Regions from separate parts of the Zea mays genome. Here all the other regions are linked to region 1. The links are chromatin contacts, called in public Hi-C maps. All regions are on one chromosome and are shown on one strand. The core of a region is the stretch at or near the end of the contact, and the rest is flanking DNA. Distances in the headings are between cores, read along the strand shown. Region 1 holds the start of ts1 (tasselseed1). Region 2 holds the start of LOC100273515. Region 3 holds the start of LOC103646394.

The links. A called contact is a pair of places that touch in the nucleus more often than the background predicts.
Region 2: a Hi-C map of endosperm shows a contact between it and region 1, with 2.6 times the contacts expected there. The contact joins the promoter of LOC100273515 here to the promoter of ts1 in region 1. A contact is called at or near these places in 3 of 25 Hi-C or Micro-C datasets (endosperm, leaf mesophyll and tassel).
Region 3: a contact with region 1 is called in a Hi-C map of bundle sheath, with 2.7 times the contacts expected there. The contact joins the promoter of LOC103646394 here to the promoter of ts1 in region 1. A contact is called at or near these places in 6 of 25 Hi-C or Micro-C datasets (bundle sheath, ear, endosperm and 3 more).

The regions. Positions count from the first base shown.
Region 1 is chr2:47,032,551-47,037,336 of Zm-B73-REFERENCE-NAM-5.0, forward strand. It overlaps ts1 (tasselseed1), which reads right to left and starts at 2,405. Exons shown (of 7, transcript NM_001352513.1): 1 at 1,830-2,405; 2 at 856-1,383; 3 at 333-656; 4 at 113-198. The coding sequence starts at 2,214.
Region 2 is chr2:46,335,639-46,340,424 of Zm-B73-REFERENCE-NAM-5.0, forward strand. It overlaps LOC100273515, which reads right to left and starts at 2,103. Exons shown (of 6, transcript NM_001360263.1): 1 at 1,619-2,103; 2 at 1,227-1,467. The coding sequence starts at 1,320.
Region 3 is chr2:47,581,152-47,585,937 of Zm-B73-REFERENCE-NAM-5.0, forward strand. It overlaps LOC103646394, which reads left to right and starts at 2,150. Exons shown (of 1, transcript XM_020549284.3): 1 at 2,150-2,965. The coding sequence starts at 2,347. The coding sequence ends at 2,688.

The sequences.
Region 1 (4,786 bases), core at 1,155-3,654:
GACGGCAGTGAGCGAGCGGTAAGCACGGCGGCGTCTTGACAGCAACGGCTGGGGTCGTTGAGCAGCGGACTCAGTGTCCGCGGCGTGTTGGGCTTGTGATTGATATGTATACCTGAAGACGTTCGATGTTGACGGGGTTGATGCCAGCCAGCGCCTGCCTCGCGAACTCGTCGTCCCGCAGCCAAGCAAACTTGTCCTCTGCCACACGGAAGGGCGGAAAAAGAAAACAGACGACAGCATGAGTACAACATTGTCGTGCCCCGTATCTTATCGTATCGGACCTCCATGGATCATGGACGGAGGAGGAGGAAGGCGCATGGGCGCTGGCTTACTCTTGATGATGTCGGGAGTGTCGTAGCGGAGGAGGCCCTCGCTGTTCTCCTGGATCTTGCGCACGAAGGGGATCTTCTGGAACAGCTGGTCCTGCAGGGCCTGCTTCAGGCGGAGGCCCTCCTTGAAGAGGTTGTCCACGTCGTGGAAGCCGGCGAAGTCGCGGATGTCAGGCGACACGGAGCTCACCAGCAGCGGCATGAAGTTATGGAGCAGCGCCTTGAGCGCGCCCTCCGACAGCATCTCGTTCTTCCCGTCCTCGAACTCCTCGTCCCGGGACACGTAGATGGGCTCCGGGTACTCCACCCGGCTCTCCGCGCGGTCGTCTGCAAGCGCCACCACGAGGAAATGTTAGCCTCGGTCAACGTCGCCCGCGATCGGGTGGTTCCGATACGAAAGCTACGCGCGACGGCGACGGCGCCCTCTCCGCCATGCTTGGTCGCCACTGTTGCTGTCGCGGAATTTATAGGACAGATGGCGGTGGTGACAAGAACTGAACAGGGAAACGGGAAAGCGGAGGCTTGCCTGTGATGGTCTTGGGCCGGCCCGTTCGCATCCGCCGCGGGTACGGCAGCTGCTGCTCGCCGCCGAGGACCGGGCGCGCGAACTCGGCGCCCTTGTCCGGGTTGCCGAGGTCGTTGTACACGTCATACTCCCACACCCGGTCGGTGATCCTGCGCTCGCCGGTGTCGGCACCCTCGCCCCTCAGGTCGCTGAGCTGCTGGCGGCGGAGCTCCTGCAGGCCCGGCGGCGTCTCGGCCGGCAGGTACGGCTTGTTGGTGAAGAACACGCGCGGGTTGCGGTCCACGCGGGTGGGCTGCACCCACGAGTTGCAGGTGAAGTGCGCGGGGCCGGAGGGAAAGCCCTCCACCACGATGCTCTCGATGAAGAACTCGCGCTGGTGCCGGTTGAGCACGGTGACCGCGCCCGGCTCGCCGAAGGACCCGTCAACGGTGAAGTCCGCCGTGTACACCACCCGCTCCGTCTTGACGTCCTTCTTCTCGAACCAGCCCACCAGCGCCGAGCGCCTGCTCTTCTTGGGGCCCCCCTTTCCTGCCACCGATTCAACGATGATTCGGTAAGATCGATGCCTCGCCTGGCGTAATTGCGTACTAACTCCATCTTCGTTTCGACGCAGACGAGATGGTAAAGACGGCGGCTTTGGGCACAAATCAAATATTCAAATCAAGAGAGACAGCTCCACGTGATGGTCCATTTGGAAATGATGACTCGGAGACAAAGGCACCAGACGTCAAGGCGCACCAGCTGGAATATTCTCGCCGCGGGTTCCATGAAGGTACGTGGTGGTGGTGGCGGTGGAGCGAACGGAGAAGAAGAGCGGCGAGTGAAGAAAAGGGAAAGAAAGAAAGAAGGAATCAATCTATGCTACTGCCAGTACAATTCAAAGATGCAACGCAACGCCGGATGCGTCTTGGAATTCCATGCCATCGCGTGGCGGGCGGCGACGGGGATGGTGGAATCACGGAACTGTTTCTTACTTGGGTCGGTCTCCGTGCTGATGAGCTCGAGGAGGACACTGCGGCCAACCCGGTCGGCGTACGCGTCCAGCTGCTCGGCGACCCGGCGCTTGGCGTCCTCCTTCCGCCTCCGCCGCACGGTGACCACGGCCCGCGCGGCCACGCTCTGGGGGTGCGGCTCCGGGGGGCCCGCCCCGGCCCTCTCCGGTGGCGCCGGCGTCACCACGACCCGCTCGGCCAGCGCGCCCACCGGCGCGGTCGACCTCAGCGACGACCTCCTCCTGTGCGCGCTCCCCTCCCTTCCGACCGCGGCGAAGCAGGGCCCGCCTCGCCGCTCCCGTCCGGGCGCCGCGGCAGCAGGGCTCGCCAAGGAAGATCTCCCCAGCAGCTTCATCGCCGACGCCATGGGCAGAGCTCCAGAAACTTCCTCCCCCTTGATCGACCGATCGTAGCAGTTAAGGTTGGCTGACGCACTGAAGAACAAAACAACAAATCGCCGGTGGACTAGTTCGCGGATCGTTTCCGAGTGTTTTTTTTTCTCTCTTTCTCTCTCTCCCTCTCTCTCGTTATGGTGCTTTGGACTAGTCTCTGTTTGTGCAGTGGCGCGAGCTACCACCTTGCTCGCGGTGGGAGCAGCACCATATATAGGGGCGCCGGTCTGGGAGTAAGTGAGGACTCGCTGGGGCCTGCAGTCCTGCACGGAGCAGCAACCGACGCGACGAGCTCGGCTCGGCTGGACGGACGCGCAGGCGCGGCGATGGGTATTCCTGCGCCGGCCACACGTGTTGCATGCGTCCTATGCGACCGGGAAAAATAGGGGCGGAGCTGCGGCCTGCGGGACCGATGCTTCGACGCAGGTGACGCGGACAACGATGGCCCGGCCCCGGCCCCGGCGTGTGTGGTTGCTGATGCGGACAACGATGCCCCGTGATGCCGCGCACTACTACTGTATCAGAGATGTTGAAGAATGAACTCAGGGGCTGTTTGGTTTGTGGCTAAACGTGTCACACTTTGCCTAAGGTTAGTCGTTCGAATTGAAGAACTAACCTTAGGCAGAAAAGTGTGGCAAAATGTGGCAAGTTAGTCATCAAACCAAACAGGCCCTCAATGTGCCGGGTGCCCCTAAAGACGAGGTACTAAACAACGTACTAGGTTGACAGTGGATTGGTATCGAAAGTAGCGCGCGTATCTTGGATGCTAACAATTTGAACAACGGTTTATATGATAGTCATATAAATATTAAAAATATATATCGTGGACAATAGGAAAGAATGACGGTGCAAACAGGGGCCGTAAGTATAAGTTCAGGGCAGGCAATAGGGCCATGCAGCGGAGGCGATCGCCGGGGGCCTCGCCGGGGGCCCAAGAAAGAAATGGGCTCAATATCTAATATAATAGTAGAGTTGGTATTAAATTATTGTCTTACTAAGGCCCCGTTTGATTAGAGGGACTAATCTTTAGTCCCTCGTTTTTAGTCTCGTTTAGTCTCTATTTTACCAAACGAAAGGACTAAAATAGGGACTAATTGGCTTTAGTCTCTAGTCCCTCACATGAGTGCTAAATGGACTAAAGGGCAACATTTACTCCAATTACCCTTGCTAGAAAATTGGTGTCAAACAAAAAAAAGGGCATTTTGGTCTTTATGTGTTGCATTTAATGTATTTAGAATCTATTTAGTCCCTAAAGCCAAACAGGTTAGGAACTAAAATTTAGTCCCTAGACTAAACTTTAGTTATAGGACTAATGGAACCAAACGGGGCCTAAATTACATATATGCGGAACAAACGACGCATATGTCTAGCTAAAGCGTCCGTTGAAGGCCTCCTACACTGCTACACAGAACCAGTCTCGTTCTCACTGTCGTCACCGATCGCATGTCACACGCTCGTAGCTTAATTAGTTTTATCGAAATTATAATAATTATCAGAATGGAATTCAATTCCAACTAAACAAACGGAGCTTAAGGGAAATTAGTTTATTTTCAAATGAAAAATAGGAATTCCTTAGAGAAATAGGGCTGTCAAACTAACACTAAATATATTGTGATCGACTTTATTTCTCGATAATTATCAGACATATTAAATTGAATATATATCAATGTATTTGTTTATGTCTTTGCAAGTAAAATTCATACATATTATTTAAATATAAAAATTATAATAGAAGGTCTATCACAATGAGCTCGTATGGGGCCCTCAAAATCATAGGACCAGGGTTGTACAAGTTATGCAAGTGACCATTCTGGTCCTTTAGATCATGATCTAAATATAGATTTTACCATAGGCGTAACAATAGTCTGTTAAGGTTTTAGGGTTTAGGGGATAGTGAGTATGGATAATATGATTTTTTTTTCTTTGGTGGGTATAATGTGCGTGCACCGGATATGTAACCCGCTGCCATCCCTGGCCTTGGATGGTGATGGTGACACATACTATGCAGTACGGAGTATATATGCGTGTGGGCACTTGGCCACGTAGCGAGCGTGGTGACCGAGATCTCGTGTCGAGACGTTGCTGTCCACGGCGATCTCCGATCCGGCGGCCGGTGGTGCGCAGTAAACACACACACACACACATCCATCCCTCTTCCTCTAAACTAAAGCAAACATTGATGGCCGGTCCTTTTGTTTCTCATCATCATCTCCGAACACGACGTTCTTCCCATAGTTCTCGCTAAGAAAAAAAAAGAAGAGAGAGAGCTGGCCACGCTCGGCTGCTCGCGGCGGGAGGGACGCGTATAAGGGCGATGCATGCGCGTGCGTGCACCGTGCAGTGCATGTGTTGTTTCCGCTTCTTCTGCACGCGGTGAGCGATCGAGATACAATGCAGTAAGTGGGCCTCGACGCTGACGGGCGGCGCCCGCTGCCCGCTAGCGCGTTGACCACCCGTCGTCCACCAACCTCCTGCCCTGCCCAGCCCAGCTCCCGATCGCTTCTTCTTTCGGCGCGTGGGGAGGCCGGGTTAGCTTAGCCCCGGTCG
Region 2 (4,786 bases), core at 853-3,352, 700 kb before region 1:
TTTTTTATAAGCGACCAGTTAACAAAACAATGTATATTGTGAAATTTGGTAACACTATAGATATATAGAACCGAATTTAGAGAATGTTGCTAGAGATGATGAAAATATATAGGATGGAATCTTTTAGAGTGTTATAAAGGACAGAGAATATTCCTTTAGAGGATGAAATTTAGGGGTCGTTGCTGGAGACAGCCTAATCTTGCACTGCTCGACTTCTACCCATACACACAGCACTTAAAGATTGATTGAAAGCCGTTTAGGGCCTCCATCCTAAGCTGGTCCATACTGTATTTTTGTAGATGAGCAAACTCAGCAGGCATGTCTAACCCACCTACAAAACTTCTCTTAGCTCCCAATGAAACATTGATTTCACGGAGTAAATGTAGTTGCATATATAATGGGGCACTACATGATACGAGTATATGGCAGGCAAGAATATAAGCAGAAAACCCAAATACAGAAAGCACAGGATGATTATCTTGCAGGCAACTGATGTGATTTACACCACTGATGGTTGGAGCTCAAGTGTGTTCTCACAGCCGCAGAATCATGTGTATCAACTGTTCCTAACCCTTGCTCACACCAAGGTAGAGGTTGATGGCTTGCCACTACCCGCACCACAAAGGCATCACCAAAACAGGGCTAACAAACAAGCAAAAAAACAATGCTTGGAACCACCTCCAAGCTTATACGAAGACCCCATTTACTCCAAACAGAAAATTTTCCTTACAAACAACCCCAAACTTCATAATAGTCAGTACAGTTACATTATCATAGAAAACTGATAAACTTCAGTTTCTTAATATACAGGGCAAGGCTGATATCCAAAGCAATGACTCCCTAAGAGCTCCCTCAAAAGTTACCATAGTTAGCAAAACTTATGAGATAACATGGACCACCACAAACCGTCCTGATTTACATGCAGCATAATAAGTAGAACACTTCACATGTAAATATCGCTGATATACCGCAATGACAGATTAAAACAATGCATAAACGGAAAGCTTGCTTTAAAAGATTCTACCATGCACAAAAGAGGCGCCACTTGGCATGTAAAAATCTAGGCACCAGTGGGATAACTGCACTCTAATATTATCCAGTGTCACCATAAATCTATCTGTTGCAAATTCTTGACGTAACATCCATAAATGTAAACTGCAATGAATCGCACACAAATGCTATCCATAGCCATAAACAGACAGTAGGGATTTAGATGACAAGCTCACCTGCGCGGGGCGAAGTCACCGGCTTATGGGTCGTGGCAGGTACTGTGGGCCGCAGCAGCCATTCTGGCTTCAACGAGGGCTCACTTCGCTCCATGCCCACGACAAAATCAACAGTGTCCACCAATTCAGTCCACCACCACCAGGGGCGGACTTAGCGTGGGGCATGGGAGTTCAGTTGAACCCCCTAAAAATCGGGGATATAAAAACTCCTCGTGCACTTCTATAGATTGGTATTCCGCGCCTAAAGGATAAAAAACTAATCAGGCCATGCACGGATTAGATTGTATTAGCAGACTATCACGTCGAGAACAAATCCGTAGGTACATGAAACCAAAGGAAATACTTTGAACAATCCAGAAATCCTTTGAACAATCCAAGCTAGGGTTACTCACCACCGAACGAAGAAACGAAGAGGAATCGATCCACGCCCGGGTGGATCTCCACCCCGCGCCACTCCAGTACAAGCAGAGCGCGGGGGCGGCGATGAAGAGGAGAGCGCCGCCTCTGAACGAGAGTGAATTTCCGCGGGAGGAGCCCCGGCCTCTCGGGCGGAAGAAGGTCCTCGATGACGGGTCGGTCGCGCCAATCTGTGGAGGCAGTAGAGCGGAGAGAGCGAGAGCGAGACGAAACCCTCGGGTGGAAATCCGCGGCCGCGGCTGTCGCAGGGAGGAGGCGGCGGCGGCGAGCACGGAGGATTGAGGGATTTCAGCGGGGATCTGAGGGATTCGTGACGGGTTCGGGGGAGCGCCTAGGAGACGAACGGATTTGGAGCGCTGGATTTCGGACGGGATTTTTCCTTGCCTGGGAAATTTCTGTGCCTCCGGTGGGTTTGTGAATTTCGTGGGTAGGGCGCGTGTGTGTGGTGGAGTACTTGTCTGTCTCGGCGAGGGGAGAGAAACCCTAAAAGCAGACCGTGGCTTCCAGCGCCCGCCCCTCCGATCCGGCCCTCCCTCCGATCCTCTTGACGACGGTTTGGTTTCTGGTGGTCCATTCCATTTGGGTTTATCTCTTCGTCGTCTCGGCAGCGGACGCGTTGTACTTTTTTTTTTTGTACATTATTAGTTTTAGATGGATGATATAGTCTATATCTATATTTCTTTTAAAAACCTTAACATTATTATATTTTCTTAAAAAGAGATGTTTGTACAGTGTTGACATAATAATGTGTACATATATTGAAACAGGGCAATGAAATATCATTTATAGGATCCATAAATAAAACCGGTCATATTATGTTGCTTTGCTACCTAGACATGCAAAAACAGTTTTTTTCTTAATTATACTAGGTGAGTGATTATGCGTTACAACGAAAACATATAATACAACGATAAATTATGTACAAATGTGTGTTAGACTATTACGAGAAAAGATTTTGTAATCCATTTGTGATGCTAACCATACAAAAAAATTGTCATTTTAATCTAGTTATTTCACCACCGCATTGCAACCATCAGTACCATACGGACTTCTATATATAATTTTAATAATACCATATCAATTGCATTATTTAAATTTTATAAATGACTGGCCACACGAGGAGGAGCGTCGACGAGGACCAAGAGGTCGGAGTCCCGCCAAGCCAAGACTTAGGGCCTGTTTGTTTACCCCCCAGATTATATAATCTGGATTAAATAATCCTAAACAGTCCAGCTTATTTGCCTAGATTATATAATCTAACCCCTTGGATTATGATAATTCATAAGCAAGTGAGGAGGTGCTTATTTCAGATTATTTTTTTCTCACTTCCCCACTACCCTTTCAAGTTTCCTAGAAATTACCCACCATTGTCATTATAATCCACCGAATCGTTTTTGCGTCTAGTACTAGTCAATTTGGGGATGAAGAAGGTGACATGAATGCATTCCGTGATAATATTGCTAATGCAATATTTGCTAATGTCAATTGAACTTTTTTTCGTATATGAGTTTCAACCTAGTACAAATATAGAGGGCATTCTTGTCTTTCTCATACAAAAGAATCCTATTAACAACTCAAATAATCTGGATAAACAAACAGGACTACCGAGATTATATAATCCAGATTATATAATCCTCCAAAAATAATCCAGATTATATAATCCATGGGGGTAAACAAACAGGCCCTTAGTTAGGACTCCACCTCTCAGCTTCTAAAGCTCCACTTCCACCCCGATAAGAGATCTGAGATCCTCTCCTCCCTCTCTCGACTGTTGTAACCGTTACTACAAGTTTGATCATCAATAGTGCCAGTAGTGCAAGCCACCAATGATTGATGTAAGGATGTTCTGCCCGAACCAGTATAAAATCTTGTGTCCTCCACACACATCCTCTGGAGCCCGAAACGCGCAAAATAAATTTACTTGTCGGAACGAGATACAAAACACCGACAGTTGGCGCGCTAGGTAGGGGCCTTGCACGTTTCGCAACGAGATCATCCAAGCTCCGGATGGCAAGCCACGACGACAACAGACCTCCCGGAACGGTGATCCATTTTAAGGAGCCTTATCTTCTCCTTCATCGGCAAAGTAGAAGCCATTAGGGCCCCGGAAGCCCGATCCCACTGCTTAGGAGAGCAAAGGCCGGTGGTGACCCCTGCATCAACATCAGCCTAGAAAGTGGCATGGTCAGGGTGGTGCCCTGCCAACTAACTTTGTTTGAAGGCCCCAACACTACATCGAGGCCCTTAACGCCCTCAACCTCAACCCGCGTGAGCGGTGTCGAGAGCCCATGATTGAAATCAGAAAGGTCGCTAGATGCGACGCTTCCGGTGAAGGCCTGTAAAGCCAAGCACGAGGGAGGCTCACCATGGTCAAAGCGTGTCGAACGCCCCACGAATCATATCATTGTTAACCAACAATATTCAAATGGTCGACCGTGTTCTGGTTTCGAGCTCATTTAAAGGGGGAAGGCACTCTCGAGGCGCTCTCCTCGATCAGTACCCTGGGCACGAATGAATGCAACCACCTTGTCCACACCCACATGAAGGTTATAGACCTCTAGCTCTAACTCTAAAACGACACAAAACAATCAAAGAGATAGAGAGAGAGAGGAATAAAAAAACTAAAATAGAGTTCACCCAGTCACCACCTACCTGCGACGCGATGATCTGTCCACTTCAGGAAACACAAAGACTGGCCCCCTAGCCATCGGCAACCTCGAGCGCAGTGTTGGTGGCGGCTTGGCTCTCCCAAAAGTCCGAGGAGGTCTACGATGAGAGAGTCGACATCCCACTTTGGCTGAAGGACATCCTGAAGTCTTTCACCTGCCCCGTCGAGATCACTTGGTTGCGCAAGGAAGAAAATGGGACAAGTGCCATCACAAGAATCTAGGAAGGAAGAGCCCATACCCGGAGTCAATCATCTTTTGACGGAGAGGGCACAACACCATGGGTGCTCTTCCGTCAGTCGCTTGCCTGGGTAGATAAGGGATCACAGAGGAATCTTCCTAAAGAGGGTAAAGGCAAGGCCCAACAAAACCGCTTGAGGGAGCTACTTTTCCTACTTCATTCTTATAGGTTTTAAGTTGAACGTTTAATTGAACAATTTTATCATTAACCTTTGCAATAGTAGAGGCATGATCTTT
Region 3 (4,786 bases), core at 900-3,399, 550 kb after region 1:
GCAAAGCCTTTTTTCACATCCACACCCTCATGGAGAGATGGTATGTTTGGATTGCTTCTCTCAAACCAAAAATAGGTCGTTACCGTTGGCAACTTACATGTTTGGATGCAGGCTAATTATTGGCCGGCCAAAGACATGCCTAGCTCACTAGCTATTTTTCCTGCGAAAGTTGGCCAATCTGTGGGCAGCCAAAATTTGGTCGGCCAATCCATGGGCATGGATAGCTTTGGGCACTATCCAAACATGCACAGAGTGACTGAGAACCTTTTTTTTCCATGCTGGTGTGATAGGGGTGCTGCGACACGGCACAGGCTAAGGAGGTGTTTGCTTCTCACCTTTTAAATTTTAGTTATTTTTAGTCTTTAAAATACCAAACAAGTTGACTAAAATAAATCTTTAAATATGATTTCTAGGAACAAGGATGACCGAAGGAAGGAAAATCCGCAAACGCCACCGCTTCCCCTGTCCGTCCGCCGTTCCGTTCGCCCCCGCACATGACTCAGAAATCCATGGCCGTTTTGATTCGCTGGTGGGCCGGGCCTGTTCGCCATGGCCATTTGCAGGTGCCAGCTGGCACCGACCCGACCGGATCTGCCGCTCGGTTCCCTTCTCAGTTCTGACCTCCGCAAGCTGCCACCGCCAGGCGCCACCAGCTCGTCACGCGCTTGTGCCTATGCCTGGGCGGCGTGGCCCGCCCGCTGCGTCTTCCTTCCGTAGCAGTGCAGTGCAGTGCAGCACAGCCAAGACAAGAAAGGACCAACCCAGCCCATGCATTCTAGTTGGGCCGAGCAAGACCAGGCACTGGCGGATGACTACATTAGTATATACGTACGTAGATCATTGGCTGGATGCCGGCCGGCAGCACGATCTGATGCAAATGTCACTCGCTGCTAGTGCTGTCATTGCCGCTATCCCTAGATTCTTACTAGTGTCATCAGTAGTGACTCCTGAGTCCTGAGCGGCCATCGCTCGGATCATGGCCCAAAGAAAGCAACAGCCGCGTGACGCGTCGACGGCGGCACCCCACGGCCACCGCCACCGCCGCCCGCCTGCCTTCGGTGGGGTTCTGTCTCTCTGTTTGCCGGTTTCTACTCCCTTGGCATCGACCCGCCTGGATACGGACGCGTATGCGTATACGGCCGGCCAGCCGCCAGCGTACCAAAGACAACACGGCAGCCCACCTCTCGCCGCAGAGCTTAATTTGCTAAGCTAATGGGGATCAGTGCACTGACTCCCATTACCATATGTACGTGTGTGTGCATGCTGATACGACGCATGCTGATACGACGACTGCATTTACGCACGCGCACATAGAAAACACGATGCTACCACTCCATATATTCTTTTTTTTTGTTGTTGTTCCTATCAAGTGACCTACCGGCCGTAGTTATATGAAACAACTAAATTAAAGGGGTTTCCATTTCCCGAGTAGGTCTGTACATATATGAAACAAAATGGAGCACTGGGATGTGGTTGTACACTTGTAGAGATTAAAGAAAACCGGAAAGAGAAAAATGGATCACTGGGAGATGTGGCTGTAGTACCACCTGTGTACAAATCAAAGAAAACCAGAAAGAGAAGAAAAGCTGACTGGCACCGTACACGAACACATGGGGATTCCCTTTTTTTCCATTTAATTTGTGCAGGCCTTTTTTTTCTTTCTTTCTCCCACCTTCTTTCTCCTTTCCCTTCTCTCGTCACCAACCCTGACAAACGTGTTTGAACTGCCCTGTTAGGGCGCCATGCTAGCGTAGCAGTAGATGCACCGTGCGTTTCAGAGGTGCAGTATGTATGCACTGCAAGTCTCAAGACGCGTCAACGATTCGTCCTGGCACCTCGGTTTCGTGTCACCGGCAGTATGTATGAACCCTCTGACCCTCTCCATTTGTTCCAGGAATGATGCTGGTCCTAGTCATTATCAATAAAACTAACTAAAAAAAAGTAAAAAGTGTGTCTGCTGCGCTGCATCAGCATTTTCCAGCCAGCTTGTTTCGTCCTAACGAATTGAGTGCATTGTCCGTCTCTCTTCAGTTTTTTTGTGGGTGTGGTTTCCCGCGTTTTCATTTCATTGATTTATTAATCCATATATTAGTTTTATATATAGTTTAAGAATACGTGTGCACTCTAGTGTCGGCGTGGGTGTCCCCTCCCTCCCCCTTTATATACAGTCACGGCACAGGATCGGAGCACGGGAACGCAACGCAACAGAGGGAGAAGGAAAGGAAACAGCAGAGCAGAGGCCACGAGCCCCCCCCCCCCCCCCCCCCCCCCCCCCCCCGCGCGAGAGAGAGAGAGAGAGAGGAGGCGCCGCGGAGCGAGCAGCGAGAACGAGCAAAGGCGCGAAGAATGGGGGAAGCTCCGCCTCCGTGCGCCATCGTGGGGCCACGCCGCGCCGCCGCGCACTCCTTCCGCCTGCCTCGCCACGGCCGCCGCAAGGTGCACGTGGTCCGGCTCGGCGGCCCTGGCGCGCGCGGCCGCGGCCGCGGGCTCCGGCTCCGGCAGTGGCTGCGGCGCGCGGCGTGGCGCCTCGCCGAGCTCTGCGTGGCGGCGCTGTCTGGCCACCACGGTCACCCGCACCCGGGGGCGCCGCCCAGCGCGGCGCACCCGCCGTGGACCGGCGTCGAGCCCTGCTTCGCCGCGCCCTTCGTCCCCGTCGCGCGGATGAAGCGCGCGGCAGCGCAGGCCTAGCTAGCTTGCCGCGATCGACGACAGGCAGAGTTGGTTACCGCTGCTACGCCGCCTACGCGTGACGCCGTGACGCCTGAAGTGAAGAGACTTGCTTCGCTCGTGTCGATCTCGGCATGTAGCAGCGAATCATGTAGGACAGGGGGCGCTCTCGCTGTGGTGCCCAGTGCGCAATGGCATATTGCACACTCCAGTGACCGTACTTAAATCTTATTGTACTTGTGTCTGCTGCTACTGATAACTAATGAAACATTGCTATCAAATATGACCGTCTAAAAAACGAGCTGCCGGTGTCGTCGTCCCAACCATGAGATCTCCAGATGACCACGTACGTGAAGAGTCCAGTTGAATGCTGGAAACAAGATGAAACGCGAGGCACAGGCCCGAGCTTTCCCACCACCACACCAGTTTGGTTGGCCGCCATATAATAACGCCTGATTTCTGCCTTCGGATCCCGTCCGTGGCCATGCATGGCGTCCGCACGCACGGTAGACGAGCTCGGACGATAATGCGGAGACGTACCGGTACCGGCGACCCGAGACGGTTGGGAGCCGATGGATGGGGTGTCGAGACCCACCCGCCCGCATGCACGCCGCCGTCTTCAATGACCGCCGGCGGATAAGGATTAAAGCGCAGGCGTCCTGGCGTTGCCGGCCTCACGGGCTCACCCTCAGCACACACCACACCGCCATGTGCGCGCGCTGCCACGCCCCCCGCCACCGAGCATTTAATCAACGGAGGCGCCCAACCTACCGTGCGTGCGCAAGTGTGCAACAAACAGAGCAACATGGCTAGTTGGCTAGCTTCTTCTCAAAACCGGTGAGATCCCCTGTCGTGGCCCCTCCTCCAACCGAGATTTGGCGGACCGATGCCTGATTGGGAGGACAAATCACATTAGAGGAGCTGCAATGGTGATTAGCTAAAAAATTAATAGTTGCTATATGTTGGTGTTTGGACACCGGTTGTCCTAACTAACAAGTGAATTTTGTGTTACGTGCCTCCCTGGTCCACATGGTGATACAAAAAGACACGAGATTTATCTTGATTCGAACAAGGGAAGACCCTACTTTCAGCGATGTGGATGAGACTTATATTATTTTGCACTGAGGTGCTCGTAGTAGGGAGTACAATCTAGTCGAGAGAGAGAATGAGTACTAAATATCTAGAAGTGATTGAGGCAAGTGCCAATGTCAGGAGTGAAGAGTAAATGATAAGTGTTGCGCCTTCCTCCTCTCCCTCTGGGGACCTTGGACTCCTCCTTTTATAGCCGTAAGGGAAGCCCAAGAGTACAAGTGTTGTTGTTATGTTCAGAGGAGACGAATTCAACCCCCCTTAGCAGTATGGTCGACAAGATAGTCCTTGCCCTAGATGTTGCTTTTGATCAGGAGAAGTATGTCTGATCCCTGTAACCTGCGCTTTTGATCGGTTAGAGAGCTGAGGCCGGGGTCGGGGGCTCGGACGCATACTTGAGCCTGTCCTATTTAGAAGTATGTCGAATCGTAGTGGTTAAAATACCACCCGACATATGGTGAGAAGTGTGTGGTAATCTGCCCCGTGCATCATCCAAGATGGCGGGAAGCGGATTGGACATCGACCTTGTGGTTTCTAATAGCCATCACGTCTTCAGCGGGGTTCACGGGAGGGACAACGACGTCGTGCATTTCTTGGTTGGTGTTGTTGGCCAGGGCAGAGCTCGAGCGAGACTTCTCCCGAGACCGAGGCCGAGTCGGCGCGCGGGTACACAGTCATGCCTGGAGTGGTTGGAATAGCAGTCAGAGTGGCCTGATGCGGGGTTCGCGGAAGAGTTGGTGGCATTTATTGCGCCCTTGCCTGGGCAGTTGGCCAATGCTAAGCTCGGGAGGCCGAGGCCTTGACCAAATGTTGCCTGTTTCTCTTGGAGTTGTTGAAACAGTAACCGGAGTAGGGGAATAGTGCTCGGTATTCGCCCGTGCATCATTGTGGGCGATGAAAGTAGATTTGACCGCGGTCGCATCGTTCTTTGTTGACTTCGACGTCTTCAACCGGGCAGGTGTTCGTACAGTGTGCGTTAAATGCACATGTCCTGATGTTCTGAGAAGTTGGCCGAGGCCAAGCTCATACC